Linked DNA regions of Mus musculus: region 2 is linked to region 1. The links are chromatin contacts, called in public promoter capture Hi-C maps. All regions are on one chromosome and are shown on one strand. The core of a region is the stretch at or near the end of the contact, and the rest is flanking DNA. Distances in the headings are between cores, read along the strand shown. Region 1 holds the start of Rfx5 (regulatory factor X, 5 (influences HLA class II expression)). Region 2 holds the start of Bcl9 (B cell CLL/lymphoma 9).

Region 1 (5,581 bases), core at 1,238-3,737:
CGGCCACCGAGTCTTCGGGCCTTGATGTCAGGGAAGATCTCTCTGATGATTTTACCGAAGTTGGCTGTGCTGAGCGGGCGGCAACAGGCGAGGCTCTCGCAGTACTTTCTGAGTGAGCAGAAGGGAGAGTGACAAGGTATTCAGAGAGGGCAACTGGTGGATTCAAGGGGCACACTCCAGCAAGGTGTGCCTTCTGTACGCACCGATAGGCATCATAGACGCTCTGCTTTGGCAGGCAGGTATCCATGTGCTCTTCCAGGTGGTTGCGGATCCACCTATAGGCATACATATACTCCTCATTGCTGAGCAGACTTGGCTCTGAGCTGTAAGACAAGCCAAAGGGGCAAGCATGGCTTTGATGGTGCCAGATCGAATCAGTTTGTCCCAGATCCACCTTTCCCTGATAAATCGAGCCAAAGGCCTCACTTCTTGATAAAGGTTCTGAGCTATGCATCTCCTACTTCTTCTTTATAACTTTTTTAAAAAGATTCTCATTTGTTATGAGTGTTGTGCCTGCATATGTGCATGTGCACGACACGGAGGTCAGAGAGTGGTGTCGGATTTCCAGAAACTGAGAGTTATGGATGGTTGTGAGCCACCATGTGGGTACTGGGAACACAACCCGGGTCCTCTGCCAAGGGCAGCCAGTGTGCTTAACCCCTGAGCCATCCCTCCAGCCTCCTCGTCCTCATCTCCTACTTTTTGACTCAATACAGTGAGACTCAAAATCAGAACCTGTGACATATAAACACTACCACCAAAGTACCTCTTCTCGCCAACGCTGGGCCCCGATGGGAGCTGAAGGTAGAGGTACAGCTTGTCGTTGTCCGAGAATTTCTGTACTTCTTGCTGAGGCAGAAGGGAACAGAGGTGGAGAAATGAAGCCACGGGTCCAGTGAATGATCTTCTGAGCTCGACCATACCAGCTGACTCGATGTCAGGTTGTCAGAATGAAAGGGGACCTAAGAAATGACTTGAGGTTGGGTGCTCACTGTGCTGGCAACCTTATGGGCTTGTCATGGAGAGAACGGGAGAAAGGGCAAGGGGCTGGGTCTGATTTCATCTCCTACATAGGTCACAGAAGGATAAAGTATGATCCTCACACGTGGACAGCACCGCCTCTCCCCCATGAACCTTTATTCTCTCACATCAACATCACCCTTACCCTTCAGCGATGGCACCTGTATTGTCCCTTCCCAGCATGCTTACCAGAATTCCCTCTACTTTGTTCTGCACGGCCTTGCTGTGGAGAAGAAGAGAAAGCTGGAGGTCACAAGGTTTCCCCATCCCTTTGTCTGACTGCTAGAGACAGAAAAAGGACCAAACAGCTACGGACCACAGACCTCAGCCTGCCTGCTCTGAAACACTTGCCTGAGGAAGGAGTGCAGGGCAACAAGGATCTACAGCTGGGTCTGGAACAGGGTTTGGAGACAGAGACAATTACTTACGAAATGGTACCTCGGAGCCTTTGGAGGAGGGTGGTAGGTTCTCCAGCGTCAGCACCACCTTGGGGCCTTGCCCCAGTCTTGGGGCTCTTAGCATCAGGTTTATCTTCTGCCATCCCAGCATGAGGGCTACAGCTGAGAGAGGAGATCGCTGAGGATTTAACTACTACCAAGCTTCCTTTCTCCTAGAGACCCCAAGGCAGTCCTCCTGTCTCTACCCAGAAATACAAACAGAAGCAAAGCTTCCTCCAGTGGTTTTCCACACCACTTGCCTTCTCTAAAATTAGAATTATTCTGTTACTTTATCAGGCCCTTGTATACCCAAAGAGATCTCTGACATCTCCATTCTATATGTCCCACCTTTTGAAGTCTCCCAAATCTGGAAAACTGTTATGGGAAGGGATAGGGGTGGAGAAGTCCACGTTAAAAGAAATCTTACAATTTCTCCCAGTGCTGCAACACCTCCAGCCCCCCCCCCCCCAAGCCCCTCCAGCCGCCCCCCCTCAACACCTATAACGACAAGTCAAAGTTCTCCGATCCTCTAATAGACTCCTCGCCATTGATTTTGCCTGGAAGGTCGGAAGGGATACAAACATACTCGGCCTTTCCAGGTTTGAAAAAAACTGGGCCCAAGTTCTCATTACTGAGTCTCGCCACGGCTTCCCCCGCTGCCCCCCTCGCCGCGGCGCGGACCCTACGTCATCCCACGACATCCCACTCCGAAGCGTCCCCACTCCCCTCGGGCCCCTCCACCCCAACCCCAGGTGCTGGGCTAGGTCTCCGAACTCAGGGGGCTGGGCGCAGGAAACCCTGCGGGGAACAGGGTCCCAGATTCGGGCACGTGCGCAGGGGCAAGGAGCTGGTCCTGCTAGCTCCGGAGTGCTGTTGCCCCTCCTACCTCGGAACCGTCGCCTTCCAGCACGGACATTAGATAGGTGAGAGAGAAAGAGAAACTACCCTGTGGCTACCTCAGCTCCTGCCCAGCCCCACGGTGCCCAGCCGGCGGGCTCGTGCGTTGCTTTTATTTTTCCTTTTTCTGAATGGTTATGCCAGCCGCGATCTGCCTGGATACACGCACGGCCTGCTCTGTGATTGGCCGTTGCTGCCTCCAAGACGAAGGCAGTGAAAGTCTGCCTGGTAACAGAATATGATTGGTCGAGAGGGGAGGGAAAATCCAAAGTTAGTCTTATTTGAGTCAAGAGGGGGAAGTCCAGGTTGGTTTCGGTTAAAACTGGGGTCGGTTAGGTCTGCGGGCCCGGAAAGGGTTCTGTTCTTAAAGGGACCGCAGGATGAAAGCCCGGGCGCTTGGCTGCTTCTGGAGCATCTGGTCTTTTGCTTTCTGATCCTGTGCGTTGTAAAATCAGCGAGAAGAGGATAAGGGATCGACCGCGGGCTTTACTTGGGAAGATTTACGTAGATGCCGTCTAGGATCCAAGAACCACAGACAGGAGTTACAGGGTAGGAAAGTGATTGGCTAGTTGTAGCTGGGGAATAAGATGAGTTAAAAATGTAAGAAGGTTTGATTAAAAAAAAGCCAAACAACTCTATTACTGGGGCGTCGATAAGGACGTGGAAAGCACGAATCTATAAAAGCAAGTTACTTTGGTTGTGAGAACCAAATTTCTTAGGTTTCAGGAACTCTGTTTAAACAAAATTGGGGAGCTTTACAAAATGGAATGGCCACAGATAGCTACCATGTTTGATTGTTGCCTTTGGTTGTCAGAGCTGTCCGAAATAATCAGTAGGTGATATTTTTAAATTTTTGCTAGAAAATGATGTCTACTGATGGAAATTCGTTATAAAGTCCTGTAACTTTAATAAAATAAAATAACACAAGTTGAACCATTCGTCCTTCCCTCTTTGCTTACCCATCCCTGTGGCCAACAGCCTCTAGGATTGCAGGCTTCCCCTCATTCCACAAAGAATCTGCAAATCCTTAGCAGCTGTACCACATTAAGAGAAAATGTTTTTTTCTCTGTTGTTAGCCGTGGTATCGCCATTTTATAAAGTGCCTCCGTTCTAGTTAAGCCAAAGCTAATGCCAACTCATTTTCCAGATTTCTCCTCACCCTACCCCTCCTACCTGGGTAAACCACAGGAGATGTTTATTGGTTGCCTGACCCTGTCTGTCTCGCTACCCATAGCAACTGCTGACACAAAAGGAAATGGTATGGTCCTTCCACTTTAGACACTTGGCCCCACCCCCTCTGCAGGTATGCTCTAGAATAAAGCCTGTCTGTTGAGCCTCTAGTCCTCCTCTGTATTTTCTCCTTGCCCACCTTTGCCTATTCATGTTTCCGTTTCCTGGGTGTACTTCATCTCCTTCCTAGGGGGCACACTCCTGGAGTTCCCTGCTTGGTGGTGAACACTGGAATTTTGGTCAAGTAGAGGAAAAAAGAATTTAGTACTGTGATAACTTTTCCCTTCAGGTGCTTAACCCTCTTTGTTAAGATTTGTTGAAATCGTGATGAAAAATGCACGGGCAAGCTTTTGTACCTCTCTCAAGTGTTCGTGGTCCCCGGGTCAACAGTCTTGTCACAGCAGAGATGTGACACCCAAGTCATATTTCCAGTTCTGACTGGTGTGCTTCTGTAAAGGAGGGGGGAAGATGGAGGTGCTCGTGGTCTGTCCCCACACCCGGACTGAGACCCCCATTTCCCCTACCGTGAGAAGTGGACATGAATCTTTCCTTTGGAAGAGGTAATGAGTTCAAACAAGTTCTCTTTAAAGGAATCTGTAAAGAAAGATGCCATTGGACAGACCCCCTCCAGTCAGTCTTTTCCTAGAGATAATCTGCTCAAGGTTGCTCTCTGAGTTGAAGTCATTTCCTGTGCTAAAAGTCACACTTTGCTAATACTGTGCTGCTTGAGGGTACCCAACCAAGACCTGAGGCAGCCTCCTGACCACGCAGAACGAGGCACAGGACCTCTAGGTTGGCAGGCCTGGGCTGTATAAGGAAGGGACCCAAAGTTGGGTAGGGGAGTAAGCCAGGAAGCACCTCTCCTCTGTGGTTCCTGCCTCTGCTCCTGCTGGAGCTTGAAGTGGAAACGTAAGGGTTCTTTGGGAAGTCAGTTGTGTTGGATGGTGTTTTGCTGGGGCAAACACGTGGAGTGTTTTCTTGAAGTGGACACAGGTGAAGACTAAGAAAAACTCGTGAAGAAACATTTCACTGAAGCAGACACAAGAGAAAGAGAGAGGTGTTCTGCTAAAGCAAGCACGTGAAAGGACGCATGGTGAAGGATTCTTTGCTAACAACATGCATGTATTGGTCCGCCTTACATTGTGCATTTGAGCTCCATTTGTCTGGACTCCGAGGGCTCAGGCTGATTGGATGCAAGTGCTGAGGCAAGGCACGGGGAGGACACGTGATGTTTGGAGGGCATAAATAGGACTCCAGAGAGTAATGGAGACGGAGCTTGGCTTGCTGGTACAAACTAGCTGTACAATGCTTATGGGTTTTGCATCTTCAATGATCTTTGCTTCCCTGAGAAGCACAGGCAAGAACTTCTTCTGGTGTTCCTCCTGGTTCCTCCTGCTGACTCCAGCCAAGGCTGAGACCTGACTGTCTCTAATTGGTCGAGCCACCCAGCTCTACCAAATTGAATTGCTGGTGTATTCATGAAGTGTTTGCAAGTGGACTGAGCTGCGGCTGCCTCCTAACCTGTGAACCGAACTGCTGATTTCCAGAGGACACAGACAGGAGTTGCTCCTAAGAACCTTTTTAAACAGATCCACTCCCGCCCCCACCCCCACCCTCCATTCTTTATCTTCCACTACCTCTGGTGAGTGGTAAGCCAAAAGGAAGGTTAAAGCATTTAAGAACCATCATTAAAATTAGGATTTGAAAAAACTCAGTTACAGGAGCACCTGCCCTGACTTCCCTCAGTGATAGATAGTTGCCTAGAAGTGAAAGATGAAATAAATGTTTTTCCTCTCCCGGTGCCTTAGGTCAGAGTGTTCTATCACTGCAGCAATAAACAAGCTAGAACATGTGGTTGTTTTCTTCAGACCCTAGAACACATGGTCATTTTTGTGAGACACTAGAACATGTGATTGTTTTCTTGAGACTCCAGGCCCATTTTAAACACAACTACTAGCATCTGTTGGTACTGGGGAAACCAAGAATTGTGGAATTTG
Region 2 (5,581 bases), core at 1,877-4,376, 2.3 Mb before region 1:
TTATGGTCCTTATGAGAAGCAAGATTCAGTGCAAGGAGTCCAATCGAGTCTATGAAAAGCCTGTATTTTTAGCAGTCTTGCCATTTGGAGGAAGAAGGATTTCACAGAGTTGCTGGAGTAGCAAAAACATCACGAGACTTCTGTTTACAAGATGCTTTCAGAAGGATCTCTCCGCTCTCCACTCGTGTTTATACATGCACAGTCTGTCAGGCCCTTCGACACCAAAGGCAGGCTTTTGTCCAGCGAGAGCAGATGTGTGGACGTTAGAAAACTCAGAGAGCAAATACTCCAGTGAAAGAAACTATTGAGCAGAATATATGATATTTTAAAACGCATTTCTGTCCTGTGTGTAATATAGCTAAACTAACATTACTGTGGAGCTGCTAACCTTTACATTTCCTGATTTTTTTTTTTTTTCTTAGCGTGCTTAAGGTCTTGTTGCGGTTGCTTGTAGCCTGGAGTTGTGCGTGTGTGATCCTTGTCTTCATTTTCCTTCCAATTCAGTAAATCATTTTTGAACTTTAACACATGGTTACAAGAGAGTTTAATGCCTAGCAAAGACAGGTTTTTGTTTTGTTTTGTTTTTTGTTTTTTGGGTTTTTTGGCTTTTTTTATTTGTTTGTTTGTTTTGCTTTAAGTACATTATTGTCACAGTCTACCCTTTAGGTACATTATTGTCACAGTCTGCCCTTTAGCTTGTTGTCCAGCAGTGACCTGATCTGGAATACCCGAGTCATGCTGGCTGGTATTATGTCAACTTGACACAGCTAGAGTTATCTTAAAGGAAGAACTCAATTGAGAAAATGCCTCCATAAGATTCAGCTGTAAGGCATTTCTTAATTAATGGTTGACTGGAGAGAGCCCAGCCCATTATGGCTGGTGCCATCCCTGGTCTGGTGGTCCTGGGGTCTATAAGAAAGCAGGCTGAGCAAGCCATGGGAGGCAAGGCAGTAAGCAGCATACCTGGAAGTTACTGTATCGGCTCCTGCCTTCAGGTTCCTGCCCTGTTTGAGTTCCTGTCCTGACCTCCTTCAGTGATGGTCTACAATGTGGAAGTGTAAACCAAATAAGCCCTTTCCTCCCCAACTTACTTTTGGTCATGATGTTTCATCACAGCAACAGAAATCCTAATGAGGACAGAAGTATTTTGGCAGTGGTTTTCTTTTAGAGGAATCCAATCTATATGAGTCAAGACCCTTCCCTTACATTAGCAATCCCAAATACTCTTACATACTTCTAGTTTGATTGTCTTTTCTCATAGTCACACGTGATCTTTTCTCTTTTAGAGAGGTTCGTAGCTATGTGGAATCTAATTTCTAAAGCCAAAAGTTGACAGCTCCCTACCCCCAAACCCTTCAACTTTATTTCTTACGTGGACTCAATTTGCTCTCAGGTTTATATCATTTAGACCTACCTGACTCTCTTTTAAACTTATAAACTCAGTCTCAAAGAGAAAATATCTTGCCACAGTTGTTCAGATTCTAAGCCAGGGAGAAACTGTATGGAAACCCATATGGCCAGTTGTGAGTTTTGCGAAGATTGGAAAGTAGTGAGTGAACTTTATTATTTAGCGTTCTATTATATACCATCCTTTACGACAGCACTGCTCCTTAAAAGGGTACCACAGGAAGGTTCCCTATTTTATATAGAGAAAAGCGGAGGCAGTAGTGGCTGTCCTGGTTAAACCCATGTAGGTCTTTTGGCTATGTTGCTTGCTTCCATCTTCGGGGAGACTGTACATTCTCAGGTACACAGAATCCACTTAACTGTTAGAAACGCTTTGGACCAGTGCACAGAGTTGCAGGAGAATCCTTAAGATCAACTCCGCAAAGTACAAACTCGAAGATTAGTAGGGTTTTGTGGGGAGGGCAGACAGTAACGATGGCTGGTCAAGGCAGTAACACGGCCCCACAAAATAAGGATAACAGGAATCTGAGCAAGGCGCATTAACCAAGATGTGAAAAAGTGCTACCTAATGAGCTAACATCTAACTTCACAGGGGTAGTGCTGAACGCGTCGCCCTCGAATTCTCAACATCAAAGCTCTTCCAAAAAATAAAATTAAGTGAGTGATACTGTGGTTGGGAGAAGACCTGGAGGCCGGGGCAGAAGGTGCTCTCTGGAAACCATAGGTAGTGCTGGCCAGGCAGGGCGGGGCGGGGCAGGGCCCGAGGTGAAGGAGACCTTGCTCTAGCCACAGCGCCAGCAGGACCCCAGAGAGTCTGTTCTGGGAAGAGGGAGAAGAGTGCAAGCCGAGGGGACCAGCTTTCCAGAGGGAAGAAAGCCCTCACGGGCAAAGGTAGAGTGGACACCTAGGGGCGGATGGGTGGGCTGGGGGAAGCAAGGCGGAATCGCAGTGGAGAGGTGCGAGGAGGTGGCATGAAGACTGAAGACTAGGCCCGACCCTGAACGGCGGGCGAGTGAAGGAAGATCGGTTCCTTCTGCAGCTCCCAGTTAGTTTCTGTCAAAGATGGCTAAATTCCACTCTGCCCTTCCCCCTCCCGCGCCTTTTCTAATCCCCTTCGGTGGCTCCAGTACTGCTGGAGGCCATGGGGAGTCTGGGTGAATGAGCGCCGGGAGGAGGGTGAGGAAGGAAGAGAACCTCCCCGCCGCACCACCCGCCCCGTGGGTCCTGCAGGAGGATCTTTTAGTTGAAAAAGAGGGTTCTGTGGCTTTAAACCGGGGAGTGGGCGTCACCGCGGGGGGACCCGGTGACTAGCCGGGGCGGGGTTGGATGGGAGGGGTCATGCAAAGCAGAAGGCGGTGCCGTCGGGGCGGGGCCGTGGGTGGGCGGGGCGCGGGCGGCTTCTCTTGAGCCAGGCGCGGGAGGGGGCGGAGGCCGCGGCGGGCTGGTACCATCGATCGCCTTCGGGGAGGGGGACGGGTGCCATTCCCCCGGAGGGGGCGGGCCCTGGCGGCGGCGGGGCCAGGGCCCCATTCCCCGCCGGGCGGGCCGGGGGAGGGGCGCGCCTCCGCTCGCGTCCGAGGCGGGGCCCGCGGTACCTTTCGTGGCACGGTGCGGCTGGGGGAGGGTCGAGGGGAGGGGGAAGGGGCGGGCCTGGGAGGGGGAGCCGGAAAGGGGGAGGCACCGGCGGACAATGGAGCCTATGTGTGCCTGCGGGAGTGGGACGGCGCCGCCGCCGCCGCTGCCGCCGCCGGGGGGAGACGCTGCGCTGCTGCTGCCGCTGGTCCGGGCCCCGGCCCCCCGGGGCTGAGAGCAGCCGGGGACCGCAGCTCCCGCCCGCGCTCGCCCCTCCCCCTCTCCGGCCCGGGGTAAGTGGCCCCGGGGAGGGGGAGGGGCGGGCCGGCGCGGCGGGGGCCGGGTCCGCGTGCGCGTGTGGCCGGGGGGCCTCCGGGGGTCGGGGCGCTGGCTTGGCGAGTTGAGTCTGGAGGAACCTGTTGGGGGAGGCGGGGGAGCCTCGGGAGCTATGGGAGAGACCGGGGCATCTCTCGGGGTTTTAGAGGTTGTGTCCCAAAGCTGTGCTTGGAGAGGTTACCTGAGGGGAGATGACCGTCTCGGGGTCTTGGGATGGAGGGGCGATGGAGAGGAAAGAGCGCGCGAAATTAGGAATTTCGGGTTGAGTTTGTAAGACCCGGGAGATGCGTAGAGGGGAGAAAGGGGACTCCGCAGGCCAGTGACTTGTTGAAGGGTTGGGGGAGGTGAAAGCCTAGAGGAATGTCTTGAGTTGTAAAGGGTTCCAGCAGGTGAGTTGGCGACGAATGAGTTAGGTCACTGAGTCATTGTGAGGGTCGTAGAACACACCAGTGGTTTTCAAATTGGAACCCTAGAGGCTGGCTGGCCTTTGAAAGTTGCAAAGACTATTAAGATGTCACTGGTAAGTGTTGGGTGAGCTTGGTGAAATGGAGTTATCCTAAGGAAAACAAGTCGCAGAGTTGGTGGTTAGTCCAGAGGGAAGGACCACGGCCTGTAGTAGTACTGCTGGGAACGTTATGTTAAAGCTGCCAAGGATGAGAAAGAAAGCTTGAAATCTGTCCCCCAAGAGCCTTAGTCTGCTGGAGGTAAGGAAGGGCGTTTTTTTAAATGTTAAAAGAGTTATTCTGAGGCCAAGATTGGAGTCAAAGTCATTAGGTAGGGTAGTGAAATGGATGCAAATATGCCTCTGTGGACATAATCCAAGGCAGGATGCAGTGGATACAGAGTTACACTTTAGTTAAAGCAAGAACAAGTCACCCCCTGACAGTGACGTCAGCGGCCATGTAAAAAGTCAATTTGATGGTGCATTTGTTAGCGTTTGATAAACTGTGGAATTAAATGGTTATTTTGGCGACAGAGACCTGGGCTCTTGTGTAGGGAACACAGTGATGAATTAGTTACAGGAGGTGAGGAGTAGGTAGTGAAATAGTCAAGATGTTGGGAGGTAAGACTTGTTTAGAACCTGTGACTTGGAGGCTTTTAAGTCTGGTTGGTTTGAAAGTTTTTGACTGGACACTAGTCACCAGGGAGTTTATCATGAAGAAGTGTTTGTGTGCAAATCTGATGGTCCTGGGGACCAGTAACAAAGTCTTCTCTCTTCTCTTGAAAAGGCCTATACTATTGACAGGGATGGACTAAGAAGAGGGTCTCTTAGTTCCGGTGTTGCAAACATGCTTTGAGGAATGTATGAGTGTGTATATGACATTTGATAGCTTTATGACCTAGAAGTTGGATATTGAGCCTTGAAAGTCTTTGTAATCAGTTGCTGGATATAATAATTTCAACATAGATGATAGTTGGATGGGAAAGTCATTGGCCTAAAGATGGAAGCACAGTTTCTGTATAGTTTTCTATTTATAGAACAAGTATCATGGAACTGGCTCTTGAGCAAAAGGAATGTTTTGTTCTTGATTCCAGTTAGCCAGCACAAGCCAAAACAAAAACCAAACCAAAACAAAAAAACCCTTATATATATGGAATTTCTTCTATGGGTTATTTCCCCGTGGCCTTCAGAAATACCTGCTGCTGTAAACTCAAAAGGAAAGAAAATGCTAGGGGGGGAAAGACCCAGTGATTTCGCAAGCATTGTAACCAGCTGAATATTGGATCATGGTGACCTGGCACAGTGGTGAAAAGCCTTGAACTTGGAATCAAGATGTAGCTCTCTGGATGACTTACTTTGAACAAATCTCTGGTGTTTCCTGGTGTGGCTGCTTATGGAGTGGCGACTGCCTGCTCCAGCCACTCGTAGCTGCCTTCCAGTCTAGCCAGTTAATGCCTGTCCAGAAAGTTCTTTGAACGGCCTCTGAGGATGAGTGATTATGTAGTATAACTTTTTAAAAATCCTACTGCTATCTCACTAGCAGACCAAATTCAACTTTCTTACAATCACAGTAATATGGTTAAAGAACAAAAAGGGGAGTTCTGTACACTTGTTTTGTTGTCCGAATTTAGGGTTTTCTATTCATTTTGAAAGATTAGTGTTTACTGAGAGGACAGTGAGTTTGATGGTAATTGTAAATACTGAGCATAAGTCAGCCCAGAGTATGAGAAGGTAGATGCTGGCCTAGACTGCAGGCACCCTGTGTTGTGTGGCCTAAGGCATAGTTCTTGGTTTCCTACCTAGTCAGTCCTCTTCGGCCATGGG

Evidence for each region. Capture Hi-C pulls out chosen DNA fragments and counts their contacts.
Region 2: a contact with region 1 is called in a promoter capture Hi-C map of liver, with 2.1 times the contacts expected there. The contact joins the promoter of Bcl9 here to the promoter of Rfx5 in region 1. A contact is called at or near these places in 1 of 39 promoter capture datasets (pre-B cells) and 1 of 9 other capture datasets (liver).

What each region holds. Positions count from the first base shown.
Region 1 is chr3:94,951,014-94,956,594 of GRCm38.p6, reverse strand. It overlaps Rfx5 (regulatory factor X, 5 (influences HLA class II expression)), which reads right to left and starts at 2,487. Exons shown (of 10, transcript NM_017395.3): 1 at 2,344-2,487; 2 at 1,449-1,580; 3 at 1,210-1,243; 4 at 767-849; 5 at 204-323; 6 at 1-108. The coding sequence starts at 1,561.
Region 2 is chr3:97,224,909-97,230,489 of GRCm38.p6, reverse strand. It overlaps Bcl9 (B cell CLL/lymphoma 9), which reads left to right and starts at 3,126. Exons shown (of 10, transcript NM_029933.4): 1 at 3,126-3,272.